Linked DNA regions of Sus scrofa: region 2 is linked to region 1. A link is a contact called in public HiChIP or PLAC-seq data. All regions are on one chromosome and are shown on one strand. Each heading gives the region's core, a stretch centred on a gene start, on an enhancer-like site or on the middle of the called end of the contact. The rest is flanking DNA. Distances are from core to core; before and after follow the strand shown.

Evidence for each region. HiChIP or PLAC-seq counts read pairs in DNA pulled down with a chosen protein or histone mark.
Region 2: an H3K27ac HiChIP or PLAC-seq map of alveolar macrophages shows a contact between it and region 1. The contact joins the promoter of CELSR3 here to the promoter of TREX1 in region 1. A contact is called at or near these places in 2 of 5 promoter capture datasets (fetal skeletal muscle and liver), 2 of 47 Hi-C or Micro-C datasets (embryonic fibroblasts and heart right ventricle) and 1 of 2 datasets of contacts at active chromatin or transcription factors (alveolar macrophages).

What each region holds. Positions count from the first base shown.
Region 1 is chr13:31,174,072-31,180,587 of Sscrofa11.1, reverse strand. It overlaps TREX1 (three-prime repair exonuclease 1), which reads right to left and starts at 2,984. Exons shown (of 2, transcript XM_021070629.1): 1 at 2,904-2,984; 2 at 1-2,696. The coding sequence starts at 978. The coding sequence ends at 34. It overlaps ATRIP (ATR-interacting protein), which reads right to left. Exons shown (of 13, transcript XM_005669525.3): 9 at 3,691-3,827; 10 at 3,438-3,529; 11 at 2,904-2,984; 12 at 2,444-2,696; 13 at 1,872-2,034. The coding sequence ends at 1,967.
Region 2 is chr13:31,353,770-31,360,285 of Sscrofa11.1, reverse strand. It overlaps CELSR3 (cadherin EGF LAG seven-pass G-type receptor 3), which reads left to right and starts at 2,912. Exons shown (of 36, transcript XM_021070639.1): 1 at 2,912-6,516. The coding sequence starts at 3,016.

The DNA of each region.
Region 1 (6,516 bases), core at 1,735-4,234:
GAGAGGGTCTTTATTAGTCAGCCCTTCCTTGGCCTAATGCCCAGGTATGGCTATGGACAGCCCATACAGTGTGGCTACTGCCAAGGTCAGGAAGGCCAGCAGGCCCAGTGGGGCCAGCAGTCCCTCCCTGGGTGGGGTTCCAGGGCTCTTCATTGGAGAAAGGGGCTTGGGGCTTCTGTCCCCACCAAGGTTGGGGCTGGTGTTCCTGGCTTTGGCCAGGAGTACAGTGGCCTTGGCAGCAGATGGCCTTGGGTTGGTTCCAGTAGAGGCTGTGACCACGTACATCGGCTTGACGGTGCTGAAAGGCCTGGCATGAACATCTACCCACCGTAGCAAGGCCCGTGGCCTCCACTGACAGATGCTGAGCAGGGCTAGGACATCACCCTCAGCCGTGTGTGAGTCTGGTGGAGCCTGGCCATACAGGCGTGTATAGATGCTGCCCAGACTGTAGCTCTTCCTTGGGCCGTGCTCCGAGGAGCCGTCAGCTTGCTCCAGGGCCTTCAAGGCTGCAATACTATCCACACAGAAGGTGTCATCCAAAGCACTGGCAAGGCCCAGCATGGCCAGCTCTGCCTGGAGCAGGGGGAAGTCGTAGCGGTCACCGTTGTGTGCCACGAGGCACGAGGGCTGTGGCTGGCGCTGCAGGAAGGCTCGGAGGAGATTGGCCAGGTTGGCATCGAAGTACTGACGCCCATGTGCAGCCAGTACAGCTGTGCTCAGGCCAGTGATCTCGCTGGCTGCAGGGCTGCAGGCCTTCCCTGGAGCCACGCACAGGGAGAGCTTGTCCAGCACCCGAGGTGGCGGTGGCACCGTGGGAGAAGGCCCCTGTGGGATGGGAAGGCTCTCCAGGGCACATCTATGGACAGCTAGCAGGCATAGCTCCGTGACCTTGGGCTGGGAGAAGGGCAGGCCAGTGGCCTCCAGGTCCAAGAAGATGAGGGTCTGCACGGGAGCCTGGGGCAGGGCCTGCGAGCCCATGGTAGGTATCTGGCGCTGAGCCTGGGGAGGAGCATGGGGTGGGGGTGGGGAGGGTGAGTGCCCAGTGATAAGAGGAAAGGAGGGTAGGGGGTGGGTGGGCAGGAAGCCAGAGAAGGTGCGGTGGCTTCCTTTGTGGGATCAGCATACTCAGCTATCTGATCAGGGGAAGGTTTGGCTCCTCCCCTAGAACCCACTTAGCCTGGTGTGTGTGGGGGAGCAGGTACCCACAGCCCTCCCACCCTACCCCATCCCCTTGGGGGTCCTCACCGAACAGCAGGCAGGCAGCAATGACTCAGGGTGAATGCTCTCTGGCTGGTTCTTGCTGCTGGCAGCAGTGGCGGGAAGTGAAACTGGGCCTGAGCCCGCCCAGGAGCTGGTGTGAGCAAAGCCCGCCCCTGCTCGTCAGCCTGCTGGGCTGTCCCTCTTGCCAACACCCGTTCCCTCCCCAGGCACCCACAGTACTGCCTCAAAGGCCTTCTCAGATCTCTGTCTGGCACAGTGCACCAGGACCCCTGGACAGCAGGGGACAGGGCTATCCGGGAAGGCGAGCTCCAGGACTCAAGCCTGCCGGGAGCCCCTGCCATGGCGTTTGTACCCACCCCTTGGCCCCACTTTCCCAGGCCTCCCTGGTTTAGGCCTGGGCTGAAGGGCTGCCTCCTTCTCTGCCACACAATGGTTTCTAACCATGGCCTCAGCCCAATGCGATGACTCAGGGCAATTCCACAGGCAGGGCAGAGCAGGGCTGCTTCCTCAGAGCAGATTCATCACCAAGGGGCTGGATCTCAGCTCCCTCCAGGGACAGTAAGAAGGATCCCAGTTTCCTTGGATCCCGCTCCTACTCTGTCCCTCCCAATCAGCTGACACACATCAGACTCAGGAAACAAAGGCTGGTATGTTCTCAAACAGCCAGTCACTGCTTTTAATCAGTGGATGAGGTAAGGAAATGAGTGGCGCTGGTGCCACCATGTGGCTCGATGTTCACCCGGCCTCAGCCACAGTCCATCTCAGGGTCGTCCACATCGGGCTCTGTGGCGCAGAGGTCATCCAGGGCTGCCTCTGAGCCAAAAGAGAAGAAGGTTCTGTGGCCAAGGCCTAAAGGCGCTGGGACTGCAGCAAGTCCACCTCTCCTCCCACACCCAGGCCCACAGGAACTAACCAGTCCCTTCCATGCCCAGGCCTTGCTCCCTCAGCTACTGCAAGCAAAGTGATACAAAGGCAATTCAGACAGGGATGTTTCTGGAAAAACCGTGGTTCTGCCAGGCTGATTCAACAGATAGGAGCAAAAGGCAGGCTGATAATACTCAGAGAAGAACCGGAGCAGGAAGACAAGAATGGCCCCAGTGCTGGCAAAGGCCGTGAGCACGGAGGGCTGCTGACCTAAGGTGGGGAGGGCTGACCTGCCCATAGACTCCAGGGCAAACCCCAAACGTGGGCTGGGCAGGGAGGGGCCGTCTTGCCGGCTCACCTTCACAGTCTGTCACGTCAGGAAGCCCTCGAATCAGCAAGCTGACCCCTGGCATCACCTGGTCGTACTGATGCAGGACCTCCACGCAGTGCACAGTGAAGAGCTTGTCCTTCTGGGACAGGCTGTGCAGCAGCAGCACTGTGTCCCGCAGACACCGCACTGTCCGCTTCTGCTGGTCAGTCCTCGGGAGCGCCCCCGCCCTCTGCACCGTCAGCCACTGTCTGTGCAGCATCACGGTGAGTGCTCTGACCACCTGGGACAGGGGCAGGCTGAGGTCAGGCCTTCTGGTCGCTGTGCCCTAACAACCTGCTCAGCTGGGCAGCCCCTTTCCTTGCCCCCCAGGTGAGGAAGGTTCTGAGCGGTGCTCTAATCCTGGGGAAGAGCACAGATCCTTGCGCGGGGCCCCCTCACCCACCAACAGAGCCAACCGCTGTTGCCCCTGCTTGTCCCTGGCACTCACCTCCACGTTGCACTGACAGCTGGAGCCGGTAACTGGGGAAGAGGGGCTCTGGACACCAAGCTTAGCCAGGAGCCACACGGCCTAGAACAGGAAGAGATTCTGTTCCATCCATGGCAGAACAGGACCTTGGTCAGTGAGAGCTTTCTCAAGCTTCTCTAAGAGCTCCGGTTGTCTCAGCAACTGCTCCTCTGCACTAAGGATCCTAGAGGTGGTAGTATTGTGAGGCCTTCCCAGGAGAGGCTTGCCAACACCTGTGTCTCACCAGTGACCCACCTCGTTCCAGGCTACCTCCAGCCACCAGGCCCCCAAACCAGGGGAGCATCAGTTATCAGGCAACCCTGCTAAGTCCCAGGATCCCCAGAAGTCCGCCTGTACTGGATCTGTGTTGTATGGAGCTCCCCAAGTGAGTTTACCTTGTTAGTGGCTGAACTCATTACCAAAATGAATTAAAGCTCCCTTTGTTCCCAGAAGGAGGAAAAGTGGCTCTGGAGTGGGGTGGTGAGCAGGCCACAGAAGGGGCTCTAGTAGTTTTACCTCTTGTTCCAGCTGAAGCCACTGTGTCTCCGAGGCTGCTTTGTCAGGCCTTGACGTGATGTACATGTACAGGAGGAGGAGGAGGCAGCCTTCTGGAAAGGATGTCCCACCTGTCATTCAGGGTTCCCCTCCCTACCCAGCACCTGGGTACAAGCTGCAGAAGCCCTCAGGAGGCCCCTGACCTGTCCCTGCCACCACCCTTCACTGCAACTTGCAGGAGCAGCCTAGACGTACACCCCAGGCCTACTTTTACCTGAGTGGGAACAGAGCTGAGGGGCGAGCTTCTCATGGTCCGCCAGGAGGGACAGGAGCTCAACAGTCAGTAGCACACCAGGCAGGGGTGTCTCTGGGCGCAGGCACTGGGGCAGCACCCGGAACACGCACTGGAACCTGAAACGGGCCCAGAGAGATGTGACACCTCCGACCCACTCCCATAACTCACCCTCACTTTTTACTGGAGGTTAACAGGAACTTCCAAGAGGCCAGTGCAAAGAGAAAACTTGATTCAGAAAGATCTGGGTTCAAATGGCAGCCTACTTGCGGATACTCATTTTATGTGACCAAGTGGGTACCACCCTCCACTGCAGGACTGCTGTGGCTTGGAGATGACAGGTCCTTAGCTGACAGTGCTGTCCAGCATTTGTATTTCAGGATGCCTCCTTGGACCTGGGGTGCCTGGCCTCCATATTGCTCCTGGGAGGCTCTGCTCCCAAATAGGAGGCAGGTCTTAACTTGGGTGTGAGAGAAATGTCCTGGGATACCACCAAAGAATGAGCCAGGCTTCAGCAGTGATGGAGCCTTGGCTATGGCTGGATCTTATGAGGCTAGCCAACCCACCGCCTGGGAATGCAGCCCCACCCATTAGTAGACAGGCTGCCTAAAGACTTTCTGAGGAGTTCCCACTGTGGTGCAATGGGGTTGGTGGTGTCTCTCCAGTGCCAGGACACAGATTTGATCCCTGGCCCTGCACAGTGGGTTAAAGGATCCAGATTGCTGCAACTGCGGTATTGGTCACCACTGTTGCTCAGATCTGGTCCTTGGTCTGGGAACTTCGTATGCCTCAGGGTAGCCAAAAAAAAAAAAAAAAGACTTCCTGGGCCCACAGCCACCTCTAGACACACCCCTTGACAAAGCCCTGCCCCACCTGAGGGCCAAGACCCAGCTCCACCCATCAGGAGCTGCACTCCCATGGGGAAGCCTGCACAAGCCTCTAGATAAGCTTCACTCACCTGGAGGCAGACACTCTAAACAAGAAAATATGATCCTGCATCCTGCAGAACTGAGTCTGCAAACAGGTCAGAACCTACCCTGGGACTAGCTGGTCCCTGGCCCCTGGGTAACAAGAGGGGAGTGTACTGCTGGCATACAAAGGCAAGTACTGAAATTGAATCTGTGATTAAGAAACTCCCAGCAGGAGTTCCCTTTGTGGCTCAGCGGGTTAAGTACCCAACACAGTCTCTGTGAGGGTAGGGGTTTGAACCCTGGCCTCACTCATTTTGCTAAGGATCAGGCATTGCTGCAAGCTGTGTGTAGATTGCAGATGTGGCTTGCATCCGGTGTAGCTGTGGCTGTGGTGTAGGGTGGCAGCTGCAGCTCGCAACTCCAATTTGACCCCTAGCCCAGGAACTTCCAAATGCCACAGGTGTGGCCCTAAAAAGAAAAAAATATATATTTTAAAAAAGAAAAAAAACTCCCAACAAAAGTCCAGGACCAGATGGCTTTCACAGTGGATTCTATCAAACATTTAGAGAAGAGTTAACATGTACATCTTCTGAAACTATTCCAAAAAATTGTAGAGGAAGGAACACTTACAAATTCATTGTATGAGACCACCGTCACCCCAAGACCAAAACCAGACAAAAATACTACAAAAAAAGAAAATTATAGGCCAATATCATTGATGAACATCAATGCAAAAATCCTCAAACCTAATCCAACAATTCATTAAAAGGACCATACACTATAATCAAGTGGGATTTATCCTAGGGATGCAAGGATTCTTCAGTATCCATAAATCAATCAGTGTGATATACCACACTAACAAATTGAAGAATAAAAACCATACGGTCATCTCAACATGCAGCAAAAGCTTTTGACAAAACTCCACACCCATTTATGATAAAACCTCTCCAGAAAATGGGCAGAGCGGGAACCTACCTCAACATAATAAAGGCCATATATGACAAACCCATAACTAACAAACTCAATGGTGAAAAACTGAAAGCATTTCTTCTAAGATCAGGAACAAGACAAGGATGTTCACCCTCACACTTTTATTCAACATAATTTTGGAAGACCTAGTCATGGCAGTCACAGAGGAAAAAGAAAAGGAATCCAAATTGGAAAAGAAGTAAAACTGTCACTGTTTGCAGAGAACATGGTGCTATACATAGAAAATCCTAAAGATGCTTATAGAAAACTATTCAATCTCATCAATGAATTCAGTAAAGCTGTAGGATACAAAATTAATATACAGAAATCTGGTGCATTTCTATTCACTAACAATGAAAGATCAGAAAGAGAAGCTAAGGAAAAACCCCACTTACCATTACATAAAAAAGCATGAAATACGTAGGGATAGACCTACCTACAGAGGCGAAAGACTTGTACTCTGAAAAGTATAAGATGCTGATGAAAGAAACTGAAGGTGACACAGACAGATGGAAAGATATACCATGTTCTTGGATTCGAAGAATCAATATTGTCAAAATTACTACCCAAACTTATTCACAGATTCAATGCAATCCCTATTAACAAAGGCATTTTTCACAGAACTAGAAACTTTTTTTTTAATTTAATGGAAATACAATAGAACTCAAAGAGCCAAGGGAATCTTGAGAAAGAAAAACGGAGTTGGAGGAATCAGGCTCCCTGACTTTAGAGTATACTACAAAGCTACATTAATCAAAACAGTATGGTACTGGCACAAAAATAGACATATACATCAATGGAACAGGATAGAAAGCCCAGAAATAAAGTCATGCACCTACGGTCAACTAACCTACAACAAAAGAGGCAAGAATGTACAGTGGAGGAAAGACACTCTTCAGAAAGTGGTGCTGAGAAAACTGGACAGCTA
Region 2 (6,516 bases), core at 1,663-4,162, 180 kb before region 1:
CCACAGCTTACGGCAACACTGGATCTTTAACCCACTGAGCGGGGCCAGGGATCGAACCCACAACCTCATGGTTCCTAGTGGGATTCTTTTCTGCTGTGCCATAACAGGAACTCCAAAAATTATTTTCTAATTTGATATATAGATTACAACTTATTTTCGTGTATTGACCTGTTTCCAATTACTTTGCTAAACTCACTCTAAGAATTCATCTATATGAATTTATGCTCCTTTGGATTTTTTTACATACACATTCCTATTGCCTGTGAATGAGTTTTCTTTTTTTCCTGAATGTGAAATGTTTTCCTCTAGCAATGCTCTCCTGTTCCAGAAGCGAGGAATTCACAAGTAGTCTATTTTTTAATTTAAATTTTTTTGGAGTATAGTTGATTTACAATAAAAAGTCTATTTTAGGTGGGGTTAGAGTTTAGCCCAGTGAGTTCATCCAAGAAGAGCGGGGCAGGAAAGTTGTTACAGGACCAGTTAATGGTTAAAGTAATGAGCTGAGGAGGTGATAACAGATTGGAGGTCTTAGAACAAAGAACTATAGGCTAATTGAGCTAGATGGGCTGGCCAGGTCTTCTGGCATGCTCTTCCAGCAAGGTACTCCAGACTTGAGCAGAAGGAGGGGGCAAACACAGGGTAGAGAGAAAAAAGCATAAGAGAGGCTTAGATGTCCTAGAGGGCTGTAGAAAGAGGACTTGGAAAGGGAACTATACTTGGTTTTTATCTTTACAGGGAGCATTAGAAACTGCCACTGGGAGTGGGGCACCAAGATGAGTGCGGATAGGGAGGGGGAGGCTTTCCTGGAACAGCAGCCACAAAGAGGACAACAGTGGAGGCAGAGCAGCAGGGAGCAATACCTAGAGCCATCTGCAGTCGACAGGGGCATCAAGGAGAGCTCTAGGTCTTGCTCTCCAAAAGGAGCATCAGTTGAGGGCAGTGCTAGTGCTAGTGGAGAAAGCAGGGCTTAACTTCCCTCTGCCACGGTCACCTTATGTCTTTGTATATTTGCCTACACAGCCTCCAAGACCTAGGATGGCTCCTCCTCCTTTTGGTTATTCAAACCTCAGCTCAGGCATCTAATGTAGAGAGCTTTCCCAGATTGCTACGTTGACTCAGGTGCTTCCTCTGGGACCCCAGCATCCCTCTCTCTAGCACTCCACCTATCTCCTTCCTTCGTTGGTGTAAAGTTTTCTGTCCTTCACTAGCTAGATTGTAGACCTGGAAGGTGGATGTACGTTCAAAACCAAGTTTTTGGCCTACCTACTCCAACCCCTGCACCAAATGGGCGCCCGTCCGAGTCCCGCCTTCAGCGCCTCTGCAGATGCTCCACCCTCACGCCCACAGGAACCCAGACAGTAAATCCGGCTCTGACCTTAACGAAGTTCTCGGATTCACAAACATGGGTGGGCACCACTATGGCCCACTCACCCGGATCTCCATAGTCACGTGAAGCGCTGGGAGGAGGAACCCCGCCTCCCGGAAGCGAAGTCAATGGAGGGCCTAAGAATGCACCATATGATTGGTTGGTGGTGATGTCATAGGTACTGCTTGGGGCGGACCAGAGGCCTTAGCCAAGGAGTTTTCTGCTGATTCCAAGCAGGAGCCGCGCCCCTTGGTGCCTTCTGGGCTCCAGCCCTAAAGCCCTCCCCCGTCCAGGCACGCCCGCTCTCTCCGCCCGTGTCGCCGCGACCCATGGTCGCTGCTGCCTTTTCAGGCTGGTCGGTATAAACCTCCTGGATTATCTCTGGGCTATTCTGGAACCCGGGGAGTCTCTTCCCGCCCAGACAATGAGTTCGCCATGGGGGCGGAGCCACCCATTGTGCCAATAGAAACAGTGGCTTTCTGATTGGAACGCTCTGCGTTCACCCCCTCCTTCTGCAGCCGTTCGCCTTCTGTGACGTACATTGCACCGCGTCTGTCCATTGGCTAGCCTGGCCCGACCTGCGCCCAGACTTGCACAGCGCGGGCAGAATTTAGCTCGCTTTCGTCTCTTCAAGGGGTTAAGGGACACAGTCATAGAGGGCGAGGGGCGGGGACCCGAGGAAGCCAGGTTAGCAGCCATAAAGCAATGCTGTGTTCCACGTGGCATTTCAGAGCGCTCCAGACTAGGGACCTGGAGAGGCAGGTGTAGCTTCCAAGAGCCTACAGCCCGGAAAACTGCTGCGGGCCAGCAAGGCAGGAAAGTTTGGCCTCTGCTCCTACTTTGCTCCTTTGTGGTGCTGCAAACAAGCAGATGGTGCCAGTATGTTTCATGAGTTAAAACTTGCTGATCGAACAGCTAAGGCTATTGTTCGGACTGCTGGCACCCTAGGCCCAGTCCAACTATCGTCCCCCTCACACTCCCCCCAACTGCAGGATTCCACGTGGTATCATCCCCGCCCCAGAGTCCTGAGAACGCTCTCTCTCTGCACGTCCTGGGCACCAAATTTTCATACCAAAATCCGGGACAGAGTTCAGAACTAGTGCTCCTGAATGGGGGACAAGAAATCCGCAAGCAGAAGCTAGAAGACGGAGCTTGGACAGCACCTTGGAGGGAGGGAGACGGGTGTGGGCGGTGTCTACAAGGAAGAGAGTAGAACGAGGGGCTGTGCATCTCTGCGTGCGGTTCAGCACCGTGGGCAGCACTCAGACTCCGCCCTCAATAAAGATGGCGGCAACAACTTCGTTATCCAGAGCTGCCATGCGCGACGGCCTGTACCACCGGATTTGGGGCTTCGGGGCGGAGGTGGAACGAACCATCGAAGGGGCCGGGAGCCATGTTGGAGCGGCGGGAGGCGGCAGCAGCGTCGGGGATGCTGTGGTGGGGGCGGCAAAAGCCGGCGCCGCAAGCCAAAGAGGCTCTGGCCGCGGAGTAGATGGTGCCCAGAGGGTGGCGGTGGCGCGGAACGACAAGCCGAGAGGCGGGAGACCAGGGCGGCGGCAGGGGCCCGGGTAGGGGCCAGAGCAGTGAGGCGGGCCCAAGGCCTGGACCCGGGCGGGAGACGGCGGAGGCCTTGTTGGGAAGCGGGGGTGATGGCGAGGCGGCAGCCGTGGTGGGGTCTCTGGGGGCCGATGACCCCGCTACTTCTGTTCCTTCTCCTCCTCTCTTTGTTCCCTCTTAGCCGGGAGGAGCTGGGGGGCGACGGGGGCCAAGACTGGGGCCCTGGGGTAGCTGCCGCTACGGGGCCAGGGGCGCGGATCGGTGGCGGAGCCTTAGCTCTTTGTCCCGAGCCTCCCGGGGTCCGAGAGGATGGAAAGCCTGGCCTAGGAGTCAAGGAACCTGTCTTCGTGGGGCTCCAAGGGGGAAGGCAAAGCACCCAAAACGGTCGAGGGCCCCCTGAGGAGCCGAGGCTGGTAGCAGAATTCGGGGTCCAGGCAGTTGGCAGCCGCGGGCGGGAGACTGGACAAGGACCAGGGTCCCTGTTATGCTGGCGCCCAGAGGTCTCCTCTTGCAGGCGGACAGGGCCCTTGCAAAGAGATAGCCTGTCGCCAGAAGCTCTGTCCCCAGGGGTCCCGGGCCCGGAAAACAGCTCTCCTTTCCCTTCGGACTTTCTGGTTCGGACCCGTGGTTCCCAGCCGGTATTCTCCCAGAGGAATACTGGGAGAGGCGCCCTCAAAAAAGTGGGAACCACGCGCTGCTGTGGGGAATTGTGGGCGCCGGGACGCAGAGGTCAGAGCGAGAGAACCGCGACATCCCGACCGGACCGCCCTCCTGGGGCTGTGGGATCTAGTCCCGTGCTGGATTCAGCACCTCGCACGGGGAGGACAGCTCTCGCGTCCGGTTCAGCACCGCGCGTGTCCCGGACAGCTCCCGAGCCAATGCCAGAGCGCATGCGCTCCCGAGGTCTCTTCCGCCGCCGCTTCCTCCCGCAGCGCCCCGGGCCGCGCCCCCCTGGGGTCCCGGCAGGGCCTGGAGCGTGGAGAATACCCTCAGCTGGCAGAGTCCGCCCCCGTCGCGCCGCGAACCACCACCCGCAGTTTCCGCAGTACAACTACCAGGCGCTAGTGCCCGAGAATGAGGCAGCAGGTACAGCGGTTCTACGCGTTGTGGCGCAGGACCCGGACGCAGGCGAGGCCGGGCGCCTGGTCTACTCGCTGGCTGCGCTCATGAACAGCCGCTCTCTGGAGCTGTTCAGCATCGACCCGCAGAGCGGCCTCATCCGCACAGAGGCCGCTCTGGATCGCGAAAGTATGGATCGACACTACCTGCGCGTGACAGCCCAGGATCACGGTTCGCCCCGCCTCTCGGCCACCACCATGGTGGCCGTTACAGTGACCGACCGCAACGACCACGCGCCGGTATTTGAGCAGGCGCAATACCGGGAGACGCTTCGTGAGAATGTGGAGGAGGGCTACCCCATCCTTCAGTTGCGTGCCACAGACGGTGACGCGCCCCCCAACGCCAACCTGCGTTACCGCTTCGTGGGGCCCCCGGCTGCGCGCGCTGCAGCCGCTGCCGCCTTCGAAATTGATCCTCGCTCGGGCCTCATCAGCACCAGTGGTCGCGTGGACCGAGAGCATATGGAAAGCTACGAGCTGGTGGTAGAGGCTAGCGACCAGGGCCAAGAGCCTGGGCCGCGGTCAGCCACCGTGCGTGTGCACATAACCGTGCTGGACGAGAACGACAACGCGCCCCAGTTTAGCGAGAAGCGCTACGTGGCACAGGTGCGCGAGGATGTGCGGCCCCATACGGTGGTCCTACGAGTCACGGCCACTGACCGAGACAAGGATGCCAATGGACTGGTGCACTACAACATCATCAGTGGCAACAGCCGCGGCCACTTTGCCATCGACAGCCTCACAGGTGAGATCCAGGTGGTGGCACCTCTGGACTTTGAGGCAGAGAGAGAGTATGCTTTGCGCATCCGGGCTCAGGATGCTGGCCGCCCACCGCTGTCCAATAACACAGGCCTGGCCAGCATCCAGGTGGTGGACATCAATGACCATACTCCTATCTTTGTCAGCACACCCTTCCAGGTCTCTGTCCTGGAAAATGCGCCCCTGGGCCACTCAGTCATCCACATTCAGGCAGTGGATGCAGACCATGGGGAGAATGCCAGATTGGAGTATTCCCTAACTGGTGTGGCACCTGATACACCCTTTGTGATAAACAGTGCCACTGGCTGGGTCTCTGTGAGTGGTCCCCTGGACCGTGAGTCTGTGGAGCATTACTTCTTTGGTGTGGAGGCTAGAGACCACGGCTCACCCCCACTCTCAGCCTCAGCCAGCGTCACAGTGACTGTGCTGGATGTTAATGACAATCGGCCTGAGTTCACAATGAAGGAGTACCACCTACGGCTGAATGAGGACGCGACTGTGGGCACCAGTGTGGTCAGCGTTACTGCTGTAGATCGTGATGCCAACAGTGCCATCAGCTACCAGATCACAGGAGGCAACACTAGGAATCGCTTTGCCATCAGCACCCAGGGGGGTGTGGGTCTGGTGACACTGGCCCTACCACTGGACTACAAGCAGGAACGCTACTTCAAGCTGGTGCTAACTGCATCTGACCGTGCCCTTCATGATCACTGCTATGTGCACATCAACATCACAGATGCCAACACTCACCGGCCTGTCTTTCAAAGTGCCCACTACTCAGTGAAGGTGAATGAGGACCAGCCAGTGGGTAGCACTGTGGTGGTCATCAGTGCTTCTGATGATGATGTGGGTGAGAATGCTCGTATCACTTACCTCCTAGAGGACAACTTGCCCCAGTTCCGCATTGATGCAGACTCAGGGGCTATCACACTGCAAGCCCCACTGGACTATGAGGACCAGGTGACCTATACACTGGCTATTACAGCTCGGGACAATGGCATCCCACAGAAGGCAGACACTACTTATGTGGAGGTGATGGTCAATGATGTGAATGATAATGCTCCACAGTTTGTGGCCTCCCACTACACAGGGCTGGTCTCTGAGGATGCCCCACCTTTCACCAGTGTCCTCCAGATCTCAGCCACTGACCGGGATGCTCATGTCAATGGCCGAGTCCAGTACACTTTCCAGAATGGGGAAGATGGAGATGGAGATTTTACCATTGAGCCCACCTCTGGCATTGTCCGCACAGTGAGGTGGCTGGATCGGGAGGCAGTGCCAGTGTATGAACTGACTGCCTATGCAGTGGACCGAGGTGTGCCCCCACTTCGGACTCCAGTTAGCATTCAGGTGACGGTGCAGGATGTTAATGACAATGCACCAGTCTTCCCGGCTGAGGAATTTGAGGTGCGAGTGAAGGAAAACAGCATTGTGGGCTCAGTTGTGGCCCAAATCACTGCAGTAGACCCTGATGAAGGCCCCAATGCCCATATAATGTACCAGATTGTGGAAGGGAACATCCCTGAACTGTTCCAAATGGACATTTTCTCTGGAGAGTTGACAGCACTCATTGACCTGGACTATGAAGCTCGCCAGGAGTATGTGATTGTTGTACAGGCTACATCAGCCCCTCTGGTCAGTCGGGCCACTGTGCATGTCCGCCTGGTCGACCAGAATGACAATAGCCCTGTGCTCAACAACTTCCAGATCCTTTTC